Linked DNA regions of Mus musculus: regions 1 and 2 are each linked to region 3. A link is a contact called in public HiCAR-type and promoter capture Hi-C data. All regions are on one chromosome and are shown on one strand. The core of a region is the stretch at or near the end of the contact, and the rest is flanking DNA. Distances in the headings are between cores, read along the strand shown.

Region 1 (2,892 bases), core at 176-2,675, 2.3 Mb before region 3:
AGGGATCTATCTGCTCAGGATTCAGCTTGCTGGAGCCTTTCCAGACATGAGCTGTTTGAAGCACAGTCATGAGAAGAGAAGTTGGGACAGGGAGGAGTGCACAAGCTTCCAACACAAATTATATAGTGTGGTGGGTCACTTTCCTACGCTGTGACATGCCTTCTAGGGAAGGTTCTAGAGGCCCAGGGTTTGCAGTAAGGGTGGACCCCTGCTGCCTATCACATGATAAGATTCTAGACACTCATGAGGAAATGGAGGCCCGACATAAATCAGACCTTGTCAATGGTGGCCTAACCTGCACTAGGGTACCACACAGGCTGCAGGGCACCATCCCAGGGCAAAATCTGGCCAGTGAATCTCCTTGGGGAGAACAGGCTCTGGCCTCTCTGTGTGCTTGGGAGGCTGGGGTGAGGCGCACAGGGACAACCACTCTGGGTTACTGGCATGCCAATGTCCAAACCCAGCACCCGGGAATTTGAGACAGGGGGCTGAAGAGAGACAACTCCCCTCTCCCCCAAAAAGAAGCTATGTGGACCACCAACAAGGAGGCTCTGCTTTTGACACCTACTGGCAACCAGGCTCACGAGAGAGGAAGCTTTGCTAATTCAGGCGGTAGACGGGAATGATGGTGTACAACTGTCATACCAGCACTCAGGAGGCTGATGCAGAACTGTGAGTTTACAGTCAGCCTGGGCAGTGCACACAAACGTGCTGCACAGACAGACATGAAGGAAAAACATAAAGTGAAAATAAAACTAATCCTTTAAAAAGTGAATATAGCCCATCTTAGGTGTACAAACTTTTGGTCTGTGAGTTCGAGGCCATTCTGGGCCTTCTGTGTACAGTGAAACCTTAACCCAAAGCAAACATTTAAAAAACAGATCCAGGAAATGGAGAGCAAAATTTTCCAAGAGTGGAGACTGAGTCACCCCAGAAACCCCAACATGATGTAGACATCTCTGCAAAAGGTTTCGGATATTAATTCAACAAAAGCCGGGAAGAACTGAGGTGACCAACAACATCCCCTGATCTGATCTGGGGAAAACCCACAAAGAAGCAGTCCTGCCCCCAATTGGGTAAAGTGACAGAAGCTCCGCTTCCCTGGTGATGATTGGTTACTCACGAAGCTGGGGGGGGGGGGGCGGGGAGAGGGGGAAGCTAACGACCGCCCCCAAAAATGTGATTGGCAAGAGTTTGGAAAGCTCCCGCCCGACTGGAAGACGCGCGTGCGTGTGCGTGCGTGTGCGCGAGAGGGGCTTGCAAAAGGAAATGACCGGAAGGAAGCACGCCTCGCCCGGAGCCCTCGCACACTTCACCCTCTGTAGGAACATTTAGACTCTGAGCACTTACGTTTAAAACTTTCCGTTCCGACATTTTCGCTTCCTGTCCAGCGAACAAGCGAAGAAGCGGTCCTCAGTCTACGGGGAGTTTCTCCGATTCAGCGCCTCAGTGTCGCCACTTCCTAAGCCGGCTCACTGGTTGGTGCCTACCCGCTTCATCGTTCTCATTGGCTGCAATCTTTGTCGATCCGAGTCGGGAGTGCGCTTCCGTTCCCTTCCGGGTGCCGGTAGTTGAAACCCGAAATAAAGGTTCCGGGACATGTGGATCCTGTGTGCGCTTATCTAGCACACTGAAAGGATGGAGAAAGCTGCCTGGGATAATAACATTTTCTCTCCTAACTCTGATCAACAATGCTGTTTGTTTTTTTGAGTCAGAGTCTCACTGTGTGTCCCTGGCTGTCCTGTAACTCACTATGTAGCTCAGGGTGGTCACAAACTAAAGGAGATCCTCCTGCTTGTGAGTTCTGGGACCAAATAATTAAAGGCCACCATGTCCCGTTCTGGTGTTCCTTCTTCTTAAGTTTCTTTATTTCTGCTGCTGGGGATGGAATCCAGGGTCTTTGCATATGCCAGGCAGGCACTCTACCACAGAAAACACCACCCAGCGCTCTAATGCTGGGAGGTAGCCTCTCACTAAGATGCCCAGGCTGGCCTGGAGCAGACTCTGCAGTCCAGCTTGGCCTTAAATTTGAAACAATCTTACTGCAAGCCTGGAATCAGTGACCTGCCTGGTTTTCATTGTGTTTTGTTGGTGGTGGTGGTGGTGTGTGCGTGCGCGCGTGCGTTTCTTCTTTCTTCTCCTTTTTTTTTTTTTTTTTTTTCGAGACAGGGTTTCTCTGTGTGGTCCTGGCTGTTCTGGAACTCACTTTATAGACCAGGCTGGTCTCGAACTCAGAAACCTGCCTGCCTCTGCCTCCCAAGTGCTGGGATTAAAGGCCTGTGCCACCACCACCCGGTGCGTTTCTTCTTTTATGAGAGAGGAACTCACCACGTAATCCAGGCTGACCTTGAAAACTCAGTAGTCCTCCCCTCCCTCTGACTCCCAAGTGCTGGGTTTACAAATAAGAGACACTGTGCCCAACTCTTTTTACTTTTTTCTTTAAAAAATAGTATCTTTGCTGTTGTTTTGTTTTTGTTTTTGAGACAGGGTTTCTCTGTGTAGTGCTGGCTGTCCTGGAACTCAGTCTGTAGACCAGGTTGGCCTCAAACTCAACAAAGATGCGCCTGTGGCTGCCTCTAGTGTTGGGGATTAAAGACATGCACCACCACTGCCAGGCTTAGTATTCGTTTTTTACATTTGTTTATTTATTATTTGTGCCTACAAAATATGACAAGCCCCAGCATTGAGCCCAGCCCCCATTGCTCCTCCTCCTCCTATTCTTTTGGTCTTTTTGAAACAGGATTTCTAGGCTGGTCTTTAGCTTGCCACCATCCTCCATCCCTACCCCCACCCTCGATATCCTCATTTCAACAAGGCTGGGCTTTGTCCTATTTTCCTCTTAGCTGAGGAAACAGGTGCTAGGGGTGTGTCTCCAACATTCTCCTACAGGTA
Region 2 (2,946 bases), core at 43-2,542, 2.0 Mb before region 3:
CATAAATAACAAACTAAAGAAGTACATTTTGATTTTAAGTCTCCTTTTAGTCTAATATACTCACTTCAAAATTCGTCCCATTTATATCATTTTAATGGGAACGTAAGTAGCAATGCCAATTTATTTGGTTTTCTTCACATATTCGATTCCATTGTGCCAAATTCTGACTTCATGTTATAGGTGGAATGTGCCCCAATCACACTGAATTTCTTTAACTCAATTACATGGAAATCACGTACATGGAAATATTCTTCTCAGTCATGGGAAAGATACCTTTAACTGATTTTTTTCTATTGATAGAACAATGGAGATCATTTCCATCCTACCATAAATGCATACAATCCCATCATTTTTGTCAATGCACTCAGTCTTTGATGAACTTTGATGAACTTAAGGGAGAAAGATTAACAGTTACAATTAACATAGGCAGTGCCATTAATGTTGCATGTAGTTTAAAAGAATGAACAAAAGACCTTCATTTTCATCAATGGAATTTCAAAACTTTCCCCACTTCCTGAAAAAAGTGGGTGGGTAAAATGAATAGATGTAGACTCAATTTAAACTAATAGTGGAACATTTTGTGAAAGATAAAAAAGTTATTCTGTGTTTAAAAATGCCTTTTAACCCGATACAAAGGGTTCCCAAATAACTCCAAATAATCGTGATAAACTTTTAAAGCCTACACACTTTTTAAAATTTAATTTTTAATTAATTTTTTTACACTCGATATAAGCCTACATACTCTTGTTCAGCTTTCTATATTCTGAAATTAATCATTACAAAGTTTCTAAACTCATGACAATTTTTCATCACTCAAAAATATAGTAAAGAACGATAAATCTTCAGACTAACAAAGGATTGTTGGTATTTTTCAACTTGCCTGGCAATAGCATAATAGCCCTAAATTGCGATTAAAAAAACAACAAAACAACATTGTTATCTTCGTCTATTTACATCGTGTAAAAGTGCATTTGGGTGCTTAACTTAGATTAACAAAGGGTTTTGCCTCTGATCCATTTATTCAACAAAATAGAATTTGGAGTCTCACTCGGAATAGGGTTCCAATTGGCTACAGGATTTAGGACTCTTTCAAGCCAGTTACTATCCTTTGAACAGTGTGTTCTCCCCCCCCCCCCCCCCCCCCCGCTAGTCCCCAGAAAAATCCATTAGGGGCGTGGAAAGAGGAGCAGCAGGCTTCCTACTCTGCAGGGACCAACTGGGAGGAGCTTGGCCGAGGCCCCGCCTGCCTTTCGCTTTTGTTATGGGAAGCACGAGCAAAAAGCGGGCGGAATGGTTGGAGTGCGCATGCGTGTGTCCCACGGCTCCGGAAGTCGAAGTCGCGTCTCTGCAGGTTGAAAAAGTTGCCGGGATCCTCGGTGTTCTGTGAGGTACTGAACGCTAGGGTGTTGGAGTTCTTGGTGTAATCGCTGGAGGTCGGGCCCTGGATGATATGAGGGGTCGTTTGCAACCACATTTGGGGTAGTTGTAGAGAAAGTGCGCTATGCGTTGGCGGCAGCGATAACCCGCTGTGTTCGGCATCCTCTCTCTCAGGGAGACCTCAAGCTTCAGGGGTGTGTGTGTGTGTCTGTGTGTGTGCGCTATGCGTTGGCGGCAGCGATAACCCGCTGTGTGTGTGTGTGTGTGTGTGTGTTATTGGGAGCCTCAGAGGCTTCAGGTACTTGCCCAGGTGACAAGTGTCAGAAGAAAAGCATGAACCTGGTGCACAGTGAACAGAGAGAGCGCTAGGATTAAAGGAACGGGCTACTACTATGCCGTGCAACAGGTCGGAAAACTGGCTTTTAAAAGTATTTTGATTCAAGCTGATACTTCCTGCTGAGGACACAAAAAGCATCGTTTTGCCAAAGTATAATTTGTTTTCAGTTTTTTTTTTTTTTGTTTTTTGCTTTCTTTAGTAATATTGAAGAGTATTAATGTAGGATCTACTTTTAATCTGTTTTTTTTCTTTGAAAAGTGGATAGTGACTTTATTAGTATGAGGTTCATATGAGTTTTAATCTGTTGTTTAAGAAATACCCATATGGTTGTTTACCAAGAGTCCATGGTGTGTGTGAGACAGAAAGTTTTAATATGAAAGCCAAAAGAGAAGTTGAAAGGAACTGTTATAAAACACTATCATGCCTGTACTTTTGACTAGGTAATTATTTTCCGAAGTTGACAGTGGGGCAGAGACTAAACTGAACTTTTTGTTTTGTATTGACTTGCCCTCATTGTCCTAGTTTATGAGTTTTTCATTTCACATTAAGAATTTTTTCTTTCTTAAATTGTAATTGGTTTCTAAAACAACATTTTATTTTGCTGAGAGATTGTATTACCGGGTTGAGAAAAAACACTTTGGGAAATTAATGAACTTCACTTTCTGTATCTTCAATAAGACTTAAGTTATGAATCTTACATATTTTTTTCCTCAGATTTTCCCCAGATGACTTAATATTTATTAGAACATGCTATATTGAATTCCTAAAAGTATGGTCCAAGTGAAATTCAGAGAAAGGTTCTCTAAAGATTAAGAAAGGGAATCGAATATCCTGACTGCCTGACACATCCCATAGTTCAGTATGAGTATATTAGGAGTACTGTGCCAGTGCAAGTTTTTAAAGGCAAGTGAGCATGCTTGCTGAAGATTGCTGTAATCCTCAGCCATAGATATTAGCAGCACAGGCTTGCACAGAGAGAGGTTCTGTTTGTGTGTGTGTGTGTGTGTGTGTGTGTGTGTGTTGTGTGTTGTGTGTATGCAGTGGGCTTTATGCAGGATGAGGCTGTAGCAGAGACCTTTGGGACAGTAATTCTCAGGTAGTCAGTCATATGTGAGAAGAACCCTTTCTCAGAACCTCTAAGTGACTTTATGTGTTTTGTTAGGGTTGATGCTACTCTGGCAGTATCCTGAAAACTTTCTTAAAAGATAAGACATTTCAAAGGCTTTCAGTTG
Region 3 (3,314 bases), core at 711-3,210:
AGATGAAAGCTACAAGCAATCTAAAAAGTAGGACTTTCCCCAGCCTGTCTGTCTACTGTACACTTATATAGGTTCTCCACAGCTTGGGACTGCTCAACAAAGGAAAAGACTAAGCCAATATAAGTGGGTACCAAAATGATGTGATAGTTTGCTGCATTTTGGTTCTGACAAATTCCTTAAAACTTTTGGTCACCAAGTTTCTAACATTTGTATGCTATTCAAATTAATACACAGCACATGACATGGTAAGTATTAAAGAATCTTTCAAAGGGTTTTTTAATTCTTATTTTTGTATATATGTATGTGTTCTCTTTGATCACGTATGCCACATGCTGTACACAGGTGCCCATGAAGAGGGCATCAAATCTGGAGCTGAAGTCAGAGGTGGTTGTGAGCTGCCTGACATGGGTGCTCAGAACTGAACTCAGGTCCTCTGCAAGAGCAGCAAAAGCTTTTGATATCTGGATCATATCCACATTTCCAAAGGAATCTTTTTTAAAAAATTTTTTTTAATGTCAGCACTTGGGAGGCCAAGACTAGCATATCTCTGTGTGTTCCTGGTCATCGCAGAAATATCACGAATTTGAAGTCTGCTTAGGCTGTGTAAAAAACCTGCCTTAACCCGTTGTTTTGTTTTGCTTTGTTTTGTTTTTTGAATGCCAAATAAACAGACCAAAACCAAACTTTTTTAGGAGATGGACATGGTGGTACACACATTTAATCTAGCATTCAAGAGACAGAAGCAGGTGGATCTGTTTGCATTTGAGGCCAACCTCAAATATATAGTGAGTTCCAAGACAGTCAAAGGTACACAGAGAGACTTCTCTACAGCGTAAGGAGTTAGAGGTCATCCTGGGCTACAAGAAGACCCTGTCTCAAAAACAAAAACAAACAGAAAACAAAGAAGAGAGCCATAAATGAGCAGCCGTGGAACGATAATCTTAGGACCCTAGGTAAGAAATTAAGAGTGTGAACCTTGTGTGATGACCAGCATAGTAAAATATAACTTGTTATATTGGCTACGTATATCTATCTACCTTATGGCACAAGACATCTGCCAAGGATATGACTTATGAAGCAATCACTCAACTGTGGAGGCTCCAAATGTCTTGTGGTAGGGCTCCCTGCTGCCACCTTCCCCTTCCCATTTTCTTTGTGTGCCTTCAGAACTACCCAGTAACGCTGCCTGATGTGTAAGCGTGCCGAACTTTTCTCAGCATGACTAAACCCAATTCCTTGACTATTATCAGGAACTGATAAAGAAGTTTAGATTGTTCCCGGGAAAGCACTTTAAAAAACGGATCCCACAAGATGACCTTCTAATTCAGTCACGGCTGCTGCACTACAATGACTTCTGAGGTGAGCGCAGCCGGTTGTAAATCTCTTCCGTAAATGCACAGGACAGGATCGGGCTGTCACTTGGCGTTTCTTCTTGAATCAGCCAGGCCCACCCGCAGATCTCGCCAGCGGGCTGAACCTGGAGAGCCCAGTCTCTCACATCAGTCCTTTCGCTGAGCCTGCGCTAAACGTGCTGGATGGACGTTTGCCACACGGGCGCGCCCCGGAGCACAAGAGCTGCGCGGCCTTGGGCGCCCTGACAAGCCACGCCAGGATCTGTTTGGATCTTTCGTGCTCCAACTCAGGCTTCAACTCGAACTCGTCATTCTCCTGCCTCAGCCTTCTGAGAGCTGGGCTCTCAGGCCTGCGTCAACACCCCAGGTCTAACCGGAAGTCAGGGACGCACCCAGACAAGACCCAGTCTCAAAGTCGCTAGATCTCTAGGCTGTGGGAAGGCGGACGCCGAGCCAAGGCCTCAATTCCAGCCTGACTCCACCCCCTCTACCCCACCCCAGCCACAGCTGCGCGTGCGCAGGCGCGCCACGTGATGCCATTCCCCGGGGCCGGGCGCTGCGTCTACGGAGAAGGGCGGGCCGGAGTGTCACGTGATGGTGTCCGGCCAGCCAATGGATACGCGTAACGCAGAATTTCGAATGTGGCGGCGGTAGCTGCGGAGCGCGGCGGAGCGGGAGGTTGCATCTGCTCGTCCGGACCTGAGTGGCCGAGGTACGGAGCGGTACGGGCGGCGGGACTGGAGGTATCTCTCCGACCGGACGACGCGTTCCGCTCGCGAAAGCGAGCACCCCGAAATCGACAGGGCTTTTGCTCAATCAAAGTAGCAAAAACTTTTTAGATAGGGGCCGGAGGAAGGGGTGTTCTCGCCGACTTGCACTGTCTAGCACGCACAAGGCCCGATTTCCATCCCACTGTGCTCGCGCACGCGAACAAACTGTAATTAACTTTAACTCTATCAGTTATTCATTCTGTGTGTCACTCAGATGTCTCCGGTGCAAACTTTTAAAACTTGATGGTGACCCACCCATTCTTATAAGAAGTCGTTGCATTTATTCTGTTGAACTCCCCTCTCCAATCTATCGTATATACACATTGGTAAAAATAAAGGGTTAGATAAGATATACAGTACCAATTTAAGGCTTCATTATGCGTGGAGGAAAATACGTCCTGGTGAGAATACTCAAGAAGAGATTCAAGAAAACACTTAACTAAAAGGAGATGAATCAAGATAGTTCTTGTGGTGACAATTATATGCACACATTGTGGTTGGCAACAGTTTACAATTTTGAGACCAGGAAGTTTATTTTGCTTGAAGCACGCTACTGTTATTAACATGAATACATGTTTTCTCAGCCCCAAAATTACTAGAGAAAAGCTGCCAAACAGAAACCCAGATATACATATAAATTGCTTCTGAACTAATACTGTAATCCTAAACACTAAAGGTTGGCTATAAACATTGTAAGAAAAGTAAGTCTGCTTATGGCTCATACATTTGTGGTCCCAGCTACTCAGGAGGCTGAGGTAGGAAGGACATGAGAGCTCTTAAGTTCAAAACCAGACTGGGTAACAGCAATATCCTGTCCCAAAATAATAAGTTCCCATAGAGCCTAGAATGTTGTACGCCTCCAATGAATATTTACTATAAGATGAATAATTGATACTTTCTGGAGTTATTTAATACTTTCCTATGAAATAGTAGAAGATAAGGTTATAGCAAAAGCATGAATGACATTTTATGGGATTTTTTTTCTTATGATGGCTTGATTCTAACATCTTTTTTCTTCTTGTTTTGTTTTAGATGAATTTCACTATGTAGCCCAAGCATAAATCTATGACCCACCTGCCTTAGCCTTTTTAGTAGCTTGGATTATTCTACAACACCTGACTTAATATTTCTAAGCAGAAAATCAAAATATTGCTTTTTTTGAAGTAAGTTTACAATTTAGTCTTTTGTAATC

The links. HiCAR-type assays count read pairs that join an accessible place to other places. Capture Hi-C pulls out chosen DNA fragments and counts their contacts.
Region 1: a contact with region 3 is called in a promoter capture Hi-C map of adipose tissue, with 5 times the contacts expected there. The contact joins the promoter of Yju2 here to the promoter of Sgo1 in region 3. A contact is called at or near these places in 1 of 39 promoter capture datasets (embryonic stem cells), 2 of 484 Hi-C or Micro-C datasets (B cells and uterus), 2 of 115 datasets of contacts at active chromatin or transcription factors (acute myeloid leukemia and astrocytes) and 1 of 9 other capture datasets (adipose tissue).
Region 2: a contact with region 3 is called in a HiCAR-type map of astrocytes, with 7 times the contacts expected there. The contact joins the promoter of Pot1b here to the promoter of Sgo1 in region 3. A contact is called at or near these places in 6 of 39 promoter capture datasets (the 3T3-L1 cell line, the C10 cell line, the HPC-7 cell line and 2 more) and 3 of 115 datasets of contacts at active chromatin or transcription factors (astrocytes, embryonic stem cells and large pre-B cells).

What each region holds. Positions count from the first base shown.
Region 1 is chr17:55,957,720-55,960,611 of GRCm38.p6, reverse strand. It overlaps Yju2 (YJU2 splicing factor), which reads right to left and starts at 1,425. Exons shown (of 8, transcript NM_028381.3): 1 at 1,351-1,425. The coding sequence starts at 1,374. It overlaps Gm16712 (predicted gene, 16712), which reads left to right and starts at 1,211. Exons shown (of 3, transcript NR_108021.1): 1 at 1,211-1,478.
Region 2 is chr17:55,710,982-55,713,927 of GRCm38.p6, reverse strand. Pot1b (protection of telomeres 1B) reads left to right here and starts at 1,292. Exons shown (of 17, transcript NM_028370.2): 1 at 1,292-1,388.
Region 3 is chr17:53,687,961-53,691,274 of GRCm38.p6, reverse strand. It overlaps Sgo1 (shugoshin 1), which reads left to right and starts at 1,960. Exons shown (of 9, transcript NM_028232.2): 1 at 1,960-2,064; 2 at 3,155-3,285. It also overlaps the pseudogene Gm31532.